Regions from separate parts of the Anser cygnoides genome. Here region 1 is linked to region 2. Evidence: chromatin contacts called from public Hi-C data. All regions are on one chromosome and are shown on one strand. The core of a region is the stretch at or near the end of the contact, and the rest is flanking DNA. Distances in the headings are between cores, read along the strand shown. Region 1 overlaps LOC106038466 (a long non-coding RNA gene). Region 2 has its middle 200 kb from the start of MYC.

Evidence for each region. Hi-C and Micro-C count contacts between places; a contact is called where the count stands out from the background.
Region 1: a contact with region 2 is called in a Hi-C map of liver, with 8 times the contacts expected there. The contact joins two enhancer-like sites. A contact is called at or near these places in 2 of 7 Hi-C or Micro-C datasets (both in liver).

Annotation. Positions count from the first base shown.
Region 1 is chr2:153,195,026-153,200,490 of Taihu_goose_T2T_genome, forward strand. LOC106038466 (a long non-coding RNA gene) reads right to left here. Exons shown (of 5, transcript XR_010828806.1): 3 at 4,823-4,930. The region is part of intron 1 of LOC136789798 (a long non-coding RNA gene); the gene reads left to right. Among named protein-coding and RNA genes, the nearest start is that of MYC, 26 kb to the left of the region's middle. Within about 2 kb of position 4,081, at least 1 of the 3 cell types and tissues checked has open chromatin away from gene starts, as enhancers often do. A contact at or near this core is called in liver, where this site is marked.
Region 2 is chr2:152,964,372-152,969,534 of Taihu_goose_T2T_genome, forward strand. No RefSeq gene overlaps it. Among named protein-coding and RNA genes, the nearest start is that of MYC, 200 kb to the right of the region's middle. Within about 2 kb of position 2,265, at least 1 of the 3 cell types and tissues checked has open chromatin away from gene starts, as enhancers often do. A contact at or near this core is called in liver, where this site is marked.

The DNA of each region.
Region 1 (5,465 bases), core at 2,831-5,330, 230 kb after region 2:
AAAGTGGTTTGTGTTTGCACCAGTTAGGAAATGTGCGTGGGGGGTCTTTCTGCGCCTCGGGGGAGCCACCCAGCTGGTCTCTGTGCTCCTGCTGGAGGTGGGGGGCTTGCTGCCCCGACCCTCTGCTGCTGGCCCGGCGTAGGGTGGCCACGTGGTGTGAGGTCCTGCTTTGCGAGCCGAGAAGGGTGCAGAGCTGCAAACAGAAATAGCACAGAGGAAGATGCGTACCTGCTCAGGAAGCTTTTGACTGTTTGCAGCAAGGTGATACAGATCTTGCTTTGAAGCACGGGAGGATGCATTATTTTCTGTCTCCTTGCTGGCTGATGGCTTTAACACCAAACACCTGCTTAGCTCCTGGCTAGATTTATGGAGAATGTGAGAGGAAGAATAAAGAAACAATCTGCCTCTTGGACCCATCACCCCGGTGTATGGGTCACGTTTCCCCTTGCCACAGCTGCCTCTATTCTGAGTCAGCCTGCCTTATGTAGCGTAGTGCGTGGGGTCCTGGCAAGGCATACAGCAGTCCATGTGCAGCTCCCCGAGGTTTATTGATACGTATATACATGCAGGTGCTGTGCCTGCCTGCCCTGTGCTTGCCATGCTCCCACAGTTCGGTGGAGGACAGCGTTTTTCGGAGTTACCAGTGTTGTGCTAAGGCAGCATTCCCGAGTGTTTCCTGAATTCTATCTCTGGGAAGTGGCGGGGGACATCTGGGAGAGGATCGTGGCTGCCTGTCGCTGTACGTGAGATGGATGACAAGCAGCGAGGTGGTTACCTGGTGCCTCAGCTCCGCCAAGCCGAAGGGAGCAGCCACAAGGCATCAGCCAGGTGTGCAGAGCATCCTCAGTTGTTTGCAAGCCAGAGCTGTATGAATGAAATGCCTTTCAACGCATCCCGAGGGGGTGCCGTATTCTTTAGATACAGGTGTGAGCATTGGTGTGGAGCTGGGTCTTGCAAATCAGGGGCTGGCTGCGTATCGCTTAGCGTTTCCCAGCAGGTTTGTCCTGCCCGTGCTGAAGCCTCTGCTGTCACATCTCCAGGGCTATTGATGTCTCAGATTTGTCGGCAGATCCTGCAGTTGCACCTCCCATCATCTTGAAGGAAAAATGATCCGTGTGTGAATTTCTGCCAGTGGAAATACATCAGGCAGCGAAGGGCTGCGTAACGCAGCAGCGGGAGGCGTGGCTGGGGAGCCAGACGAGTCAGTAGGCAACTGGGATCTGAAGTTATGGCACAGGTCTTTAATTGAAAGGGGGTTAGCCACTAGAAGAAATGACCAAGAGGAGGGATGGGTTCTCTCTCTTGGTCATTTCTGCCTTAAAACCTGGGTTGGAAAAAGCAACAGAAGTTTTTTTTTTGTATGTAGACTAGTGGATGGGTTCCTGCAAATTGGCTCCCTTGCCAGGAAAAGGGAGGTTTGGCCACGGCTCCCCCTGCATCAGGGTTGTGTGGGTGGTGGGAGCTGGTCTGTGCTGCCAGAGGGTGGGCCGAGCTGAGATGGGACTTGCAGAGCAGCCTGGTGAGAAAGAGCAGCCCAAAGCCCTGGAAGGACTGTGTATTTGCACACGGGAGTGTCATTGCTACAAGATGTTTTGGAAGACAGCGTTTTCTTTGAGAGTCATCTCTTTGAATGCCTTGGTCAGGAAAACCTGGTGCAACTGCCCTTCTGCTTAGAAACCCTTTATTATATTCCCAGTCAGACCTGTGGTGGGGCCCTTGCTGTGCCAGGCATAGCCTGGTGCTTGTGCTCCAGATCCTGCACGTGGCCAAGAGCTGCAGGAGATGGAGTGCTTCCCTGGGGGAGAAAATGACATTGCCTGGGTCTTTACCTGCAAGCTGGGGGCTTGTCCAGGTGCTGGTCCCAGCCCCACTCCTGGGAAGGAGTGCAGAGGAGCCCCCCAAAGCTATCCTCTGTTTTGGGAGCAGAGGTTTCTACCTCAAGAACAGTGCCCAGAGCTGTAGGCTGCTTCCTTAGGGATTGGTGGAGAGCAGAGGTGGGTGGAAGAGGCAAGATGACATCCCATTACACACTGTGTGGAGCAGCCTGTGGAGACCCTTGGCATGATCTGGATTGTGTTGGGAGCCCCCAGGCTCTGAAGCACGCCACTGCAGGGATCCAGTCCCATTTCCAGCCCACCTAACCAGCCACCATCATCTTCCCTTCATCCAGCCAGCACTGTCCAGTCCACTTCTCCCTGGATTCTTCTGAAAACCTTTTCCCTGCTGCTTGGCTTCCCTGGATAACTGCTGGTTTCATGCCAGGGACGCATTTTAGCGTTACCAGTGGAGTTGAGCTGGTTAAGGGTATGTCATGCCAGTAACACCTTCAGTGTGGATAGAGCATCGCAATTCTCTGCGGTGATAGAAGCCATCACATTAGTACTGTTACAAGTTCTGTTAAAAGCGGATTTTTGCAAGGTAGGGGGATCGCCGTGTTTGGACTGGCAGGCCTCTTCGTATGGATGAAACCTTGGTCTGAGAAAGGGAAATGGAGATGTCTCCACATCCCAGGTTGTTTCCTTTGATCCCGTGGGGATCCAAGTGGTGTTGGACTGGAAAATACTCATTTAGCATTTCATGCTTAGTGGCAGTGTCTCTGCCCCAGTAACTGTCCTTCTTGGTTAGATGGATTTCCTCAGGTGAGCATTTTTGAAAGATGTGTCAGGTAGATGAGGCTTATATGCTGCATGGGTTTGGAAACCCTACAGGTTCAAAGTCATCTGGAAGCAGGTATCCAGACCAGCCCCATTGATACCCGCCTGTGTTCTGCTTGATTTTGTTTTCAGAACATTTTTTGTCTTTTCTTAAGTCTCAGTAGCTGGACTTTAAAGATTGCTTGCCTTGCTTTTTTCTTACAGTTAGGAGGACTGAAAGTTTTGATCTTTTCACTGATGCTGTAGGGGAAGTGCCCTGTGCGGTCCTGTATAAATCTCAGCTGGGGCTGGGGGATGGTTGTCAGTAACTTAGAAGAAGAAGAATCCAACTTAAGAGCATGTAAAAGAAAATGCAACAACCAACAACTTCTGATCGACTCAAAGCTTTGAATTTTGAGCCATAGGTTTGATCATACTGTAAGCATCTCCTCTTGAAAACGGTGGCTGAGCAAAATCTGTGCCAAAATAAAATGCATTGTATTGCCTTGTGCAGTGCCCTGCCCAGGCAGAGGCGAGCCCTGGGGGGCAGGACTCGGTGAGCAGCTGGAAAGGGCTTGCCAGCTGTGCGAGGAGAGCGTGGCTCAAGAATTTGGAGCCTTACCGCCTGTGTAGGGACTGCTCCCTGTGTGTGCCTGCAGGTCATCAGCACGTAGACCCCTTGGGGTGTGCTGCTGATTTACTGGGGTGTTTGGATATGATACAGTAAAGATGTGAGTGAGTGCTGTAAGGCAAGGGGTGAAACACGGGTATCTCAGGACTGTGAAAGCTGCTTAGGGAAGGTAGCTTCTCCTGGAGAGCTTTCTGCCAGGTGCTGTGTCCTCACAGCTTGGTGTTCGATCCTATATTGCTGTCCTCTGGCAACCGGTGAGCTGCTGATGTAGAAACGTGCTGCTGTGCGCTGGTTAACGTGGTGGAAACAGCAGCCGTGGGCTCGTGCCTGGCCTGCGTCAGAGCATGTGGGACGTGGAGCAGCGGCCAAAGCCCAGGCTGCCCTCGAACCCTTTGTATTTTGTCTCTTCCACGTGGAAACATATCTAGCATGGGTCCCTCTTTGCTAATGTTAAAGTTTCGCAATGATAGAAGTAAATATATTTTTAATATTAACTGTGTTACAGACATAATGTTTATGGACGTAGCCCTGCTGCATTCCCTAGACGTGATAGAGACCCTAACATCTATGATACATCAATGTAGCCCTGCTATAGCAGACCCTAGATGTGACAGACTAAAACCCCCTTGTTTCAGTCGATTATATAAACAGGTAGTCACACGTATCAACGAAGTGATCCGTAATTTATCACACAGAGCAAACAGCTACTGTACATCCTTTTGGAAATATTTAGTAACATTTCCAGCCTCATTTAAATAATAACAGCTTGTTTATTTTTTTTTTCCTCCTACATAAGGGTAGGAGGGTGTGAAATACACTTTCCCAGACATGATCATGAGGGGAGCAAAGGCCAAGAGCTTGGGGCTGTGCCACAGATGACTTGAAACGCCGCTCTGGGGCTTTCAGATGGTGATGTGTTTGCTTTGTGAGTTGCTGGATAATTTCATTTACAGGTATCTCACAACTGCCTCTGGTTCTTATATTAGCTTGCTTTTAGGTATGCGGTGTGTAAAGCTTCAAATTTTTCTTAAACATTAAAAAGGCTGCTATTAGGTGATATAATAATACTAACAAAAAAGTACGTGCTTGATTTTACAGAGGAAAATAACCAGTCTTATTTACAAGATAGGAGGTTGGACTGGAGACCCCGGGGGGTTCTTCCTACCAACAGTTCTCTGCTTCTGTGGTTACTGAGGGAAAAATGGAGAAGACAAACTTCAGGTCTTGGTTTGTGGAATGAAATGGAAGGAGGCCCAGCTTTCTGGAATGCACATGATTAGTAAATAAATACAATTAAGATTAGAAGGAAGAACATTAGAAGGAGAACTGTGTCTCCCTGATGGGGTGAAGAGTCTGTACCAGGTCCTATACCTATACCTGCAGCCCCCCACAAGCACCCAGCACACCCGATGTGGTAGGATGGGTGAAGGCTAAGCTGCTACTTGAAATTTGCTGCTTTGGTGAAGGTAGGGTTGATACCTTGGACCAGTGCAAGCACAACAACATGAGTCAGATCAGGAATTTGATGTGTATGTAAAGGTGCTAAAGTAGATCATACTTGCACTTGTGTGGTGTCTTCTGAACTGCTGCTCGGGTGCAACTGAAGGAAATGCCCCAGCACCTCGGTGAGAGGAGGAGACGATGATGCTTTTTGCCGTCCAGGAAGCTGAAGGAGTGAGAAGTTAGTTTTGAAATGTTTTCCATATCTTCATTAGTTAGCGTTAAGACCCACCAGAGCTGGTTGTCACAGGCAGCTTGGATAGATGGTGGGGTTCCCCGTGCTCAGCTGTGGGCAGGGTGTGAGGGCTCTGCCCTCAGCAGCCATTTCTTCTCCTTCCTCTTCTGCTCTTCGTCGTTGAATGCATCAGGGCAGATACTGCATTTGTACGTTTGTTCACATTGGGGGACTGCAGGGCCCTGATGTCACCTTGACCCTCAGAGCTTCGCTGAGATAGTCGGGGTCCTGTACAAGCTTGTCCTGTACCAAGCTTGGCATCGTTAGAGATGGTAGCGGTGACTTTGATAGGCTGTCTTTGAGGGGGAGGTCTGGTGACTGCAACCGACACTACTGGGAAGGAAAAAACTTGAAAACTTTACACCAATTAGCTCTGTGAGGTCATGCAAGTGTTGAAGGACTGGAAATAAAATCTCCCTTAGCTCCTAGCTTAGTGTGGAAGGAAAATGTGAGTACCAGCTTTTCA
Region 2 (5,163 bases), core at 1,015-3,514:
GATTGGGTTCAGAGAAGCTCCTCCCACAAGTAAAAAGTAGTTACTGTGAAACAGATGCGGTGACGGCAAAATAGAGTAATTACCTGGAATTCAGCCCAATTAGTTTCTGTACATTCTGATATTATACATGTACCAAGAACGTAATGGAAGTGACACACGTGATAATGTTTTATCTCAGCCTCAGTCAGCTGGGGCCCATGCACACAAAAAAGGAGCGGAAAGGGTGAAGCATGAACATTTTTATTCTTTTTTTTTTTTTTTTTTTTAGATCAGCCACAGAAGTTTGTAGGTGTCTAACTTTGTGGTTTTTCAAACAACTTGATATTCTCATTAACTCTTTTTTTTTTTTTTCCATTTAAGAACAGAAACACTCTGTTAGTTTCAAAAATGTACTCATTTGCATTGTATAAACAGCATGTACTACTAAGTATTTTCAGTACATTTTCATAGAAAACAGAAATTTAAAATGAAGAGAAAAAGAATCCTTATCATAAGCTAATTTATTATAATAACAAGGGAATTATTTATGGTCAGATTCTGAAAAGGCATAAATCACATTCAATTTAAGAAATTTACACTATTTTTTGCATGTAGTACATGCAAATATTACTTACCTTCAGTGCAGATACACCCTAAGCTGAGGTTGCAAACGTTAACATTTACTACAACTGGAAGAAATAATGAATTTGAATTTGTAAAAGTAACTGAACAAAGTCCAAGAAGGTGCTGAGTATCACAAGACCAATGGGAACTATAGGAGGATGCACTGGAAGAGATGGCCCTGATCTGTGTCATTTCTTGTAATGGCCAATCCTTGTTAAAAGTCCCTTGCTTGCTTATGTCACAACGTCATTTGTACTGCGCCGCCAAAATATTCACAGGATGCCAAAGAGCTGACTTTCTGTGAGATCTTGGCAATCCTTCAAGGTTGTTGTCACAAAATGTAGTTCTCCTCTCCAAACAAAAGTTTGTTGGTAACAACTCATTGTCCATCAAATCAGATATTACCCGTCTAGTGCCATCAACATGACACGTTGTCCATACATGAAGCAGCAGGTCCCAAACCTGACCAGGGGTGCACAACTACACAACAGTCAGGAGCTGAAATTTGCTGCCTGTTTTTGAGATGTCCCTGCTGCAGACTTCTAGCCTGTTGTGCAAGAGCTTCCTGAATGCCCTCCATTGTAGGCATCTGGCTCTGCTTGCAGCTTTCCAGAGAAGTGCAGCCCCAGAGCATGCTCTCGGGTGGGCCAGGAAGCTGCATAGAGGGCTGCAGAGGCAGGCTTCGGAAAATCAGTACTCAGCACTTATGGCCTCTCCAAGGAAGGCAGCATATTCCTACTAAATCTGCATTAGCTGGATACATGTCATGAAACTGTCACCCTGACACACTCCTAAGGGGAAAGTTTGTACAGCTCGTATCACAACACATCTTCCTGGATCCTCTTAGTCTTCCACTGCAGCCATACCATTAAAGCCAAGTTAAGCTAAGGAATGCACCCCACAGGACCTTCTGCTGAAACAGGTGCAATTTAAGGCCTCTTGCTGGTCCTTGCGTGCAATATCTTCTTTGTAATTCACTGTGACGGAGGATCCCAGCTATTAAATTAACAGGTGTGAATGGCACAGCAAGACTAGGACAAGGAAAGACAGAGTTGTCGTTGTATTTAAATGCAAATTATTACAATTTAAATGCATTTTCTTTGTAGGACATTACACTGTTTCTCACTGTGTTTCATAGGAAATAAAGTAAAATGAAAGCCAGGACTAGTAATTGCAGAAAGACAATGTATACAGGGAAGCTGGTTTTACCTGAATAATATAAACTGATCTTCAAAAGCTCATTAACAACAGAGTCGTACTGTTTATTTTTATTGCAGTTGTGATTTTTAGGATTAGGACTATCAATATTTATTCATGTTTAACAGAACACAAACATCCGGTCAGTCCTGGCAAAGTGATATCCACTGAACTGCAATTTCATTGCACTTTAGTCATAGATCAAACAAAGGTCCCATTTATAGTAGGAGGGTAAAAGTACAACAGAGTCGGTAACAAGTGTGGCTATTGCCATAATACCTAATCTGTTGTAAATGACATATGAAGTTCTTTGTGAACCCAGCTATTGTCAATGGCAGGGGCAAAATCTGTGGTTTTTACCCGGTCAAACTCAGGTCTTACTAGAAATAAGGACTAGATGTGTGACTGCTTCTCCAGGTAAAAGCACCTTAGAAACTGAGGCAGATTATTTGGCAAACTGCTATTTCCACGTGAGGTTTCTCCAGATAACACTCCTTGCTGTTGCTTAATGGGTTTGAATTTGGGTCTTTTCAGCTGTTTTTTCCCAGGAAGTCTGTACAGTATACACCCTGAAGGTCTTGCCCAGGACACCTGACCACGTCTGCTGCCAGAGCTGCTCAGGACTGCAGATATATCTGTAGGGTCCAATATCCAGGGCTGAGGGACTCTGACCTAAGCAAAAGCTCCAAGTATGACTACATACTTAAAAATAGCAAAGCTAAACAACACGCATACCGGGCGAAGCGTGCTGAATGACATGGATTTGCCAGGATAGCTGAACTCAAGGAAGATTTGAGGGGTACTCTGTGGCCTTAGCCATATGAGCAATTATTTGTTGTTACGAAAAGTATTTGAGAGCTTGCCAGTGCATTCACTCTCACAGCACCCCAGGATGTGGCAAAGTGCTGCCAGCCTTCCTGGGGGCTGGGGGAAAGGAGGAGGTTGCACAACCTGGCCAGGGGAGCTACGGTCAGGCAGCCCAGCAGCACCTGCTGCTCGCACCTCTCCGCGGTCCTGGTGGCGTGCCAGCCACCTCACCTCCTGGGCTCACAGTCTTGCTGTAATTCACCCCCCTCATAGACTGAGAAATGCAGTGCAGTTTCTCCTTCCCTCAAATATTTAGGGGTACGTGATTTTACGTAAAATATTGCAAAAAAATAACAAGGGAATTGCTAAGGAAAACATTTTCTGCCAGAAGACATTAACACACCTTGGAGTGTGGTTAGTCTCACTCCAGGGGTTTAAAGAAGTTTAGCATGATAGAATTTCATAAATAGTAATATGTAAAGTACAAATCACTAATAAAAAATACTATTAATACTTTTTTTTGTGGATTTCCCAAAGCTGTTTCTCTGTCTTATGTAAACTGCATGCTCCTCAGGGCAGAGACTGCTTGGAGTCTGTGGCATGGACATCACTGAGTAGAAAAACTAATGAAGAAAGAAAATTAATTTCTTCATTTACTATTCTGACTATCAAAAATGCTCAAGGGGGACACAACAATGTGAAAAGTGAGGAGAAAATACAGCATATTTTATACATTTATTTTCATCTCCGGATGATTTTGACCACAAGAAAGTATTTGCCCATGATAGATGAACTGAGTTGCCATTCCTGTTAATATACTACTGTTTAATGATTTCTTTTCAGTATTCATTTTAATACAGTCAATGTTTACTTAGAAGGACATTAATAACACCAGGATATCTATCATATAGGAAATGGCTAATGAAATCTGTTTCATTTGTCAGTGGATGTTTATGTTTCAAAGCCGCATTGGATTGTTTATGCAAGATTTAGGGGAGAATGTTAGTGTTTCATTAGTGACTAATAACGAGAGTGAAGTTAAATGGCAATTAGTATGGATTTTTATTATTATTACTATTGCTATTATTTACATTACATCAGGACTCCCTTGGGCTGCAGATCGATGCTTGAAGCAGCTCAACTGTTGCTGCAAAGACTTCAGAATGAGACAAAGTATGTTTGATAGTGATATGGACACAGGACTGAGAGCCAGAGTTGTCAAGCTCTGCAAATGAGCTGACTCACTGCCAGTTGCTCCTGTGGTGAATCGTCCTACAAGTAGCCTTGTTGTCTCTAACACATCTTCTATATGAACGAAGCTTATAAGATTTCTGAATGTGGGATGCTTATACTCAACAGCTAATTCAGAGCTAATCTGCATCTCCTAGTTTGATGGTTTTGGAACCGACTCATTCATTTTTCTCTCAATAGCTGCTTCAAATTGGATTCAAAGGTCAAAATCTTTATGCATAACACATATAGCTTCTGTGGAGTTTTGCAGATCTCTACCATCTCAGAAATGGACCCCATGGTTTGAACACTACTGTGTTTGAGGAATTTCCTTTTGAAAAGTACAAATGTCTTTGCAATTTATGAAACGATTCAGGCATTTGAAAATGGCATGTTCCTTCTTCCTTTGCAAGTCAAGGTCTGAGTTCATTATTTGAGATTTTCCTTCCTTTCTTGCAAAAAGTTCAAAGAGGTACATCCTTGTTGCAAGGACATGAGAGTTGCCAGATTGCATCACAACAGGGACTGTTATGAGCATGGAAACAAGATCCCAGAAAGCTGGGGAGCTGCACTTGTCTTTGGCTGTCTTTTGCCCACCTTGTTCTTTGTGAACAAGGACAAATGTTAATGCCTTCCACTAAAAAAATAATACATAGTTTTGGTCAGGATGCACTTATGTGCAAGTGGAATTTAGTCCAAAATGACAATGACTGATGTCCAGCAATCTACCCTTTCCTTTTCAAATGATAAAAAAAAAAAAAAGTGCACATTGAAATCACCGGAAAATTGAGTCACTCTGGCTATGTTAACAGCATGGAAAGGAAGGTATATTGCCACAGCAAAACATTTCCCTTTTAGTTACTGCTAAAGAATGAAATGCAAATTCCAAAGGCAGTTCCCTTCCTCCTCTCCCCCTTCCCCAGCAATCCCTGAGAGTACAGAATATTATTAAAAAATGCCAAATCCAACCTTCTCTGCACTCCTACAACTACTTCCAAAGTCAACAGAGTCACGGGTGCACAAGGAACTAAGTGCCCCATCAACATACTTTAATTTTTAGCCATTATTAAATGTAAATCTTTCTAACATCAATATTTATTCCTGCTAAATATTAAGAATGTTTAGGCTTATGAGTCACCAGTTCTTTTCCAGTTAGCGCTTGCTCTACCACTTCCACCCTTGAATGGAACTAGAGATTTACACACGATATCAGCAAAGTCAACTGTTAGGAAAAGGCAACCACAGAATAACAACTGGGGAAATACATCTGTCAGAGCCAGCATGCTCCACTGTTGTCGTTTCTCTGCTGTTGGTTTTGCAGCAGGC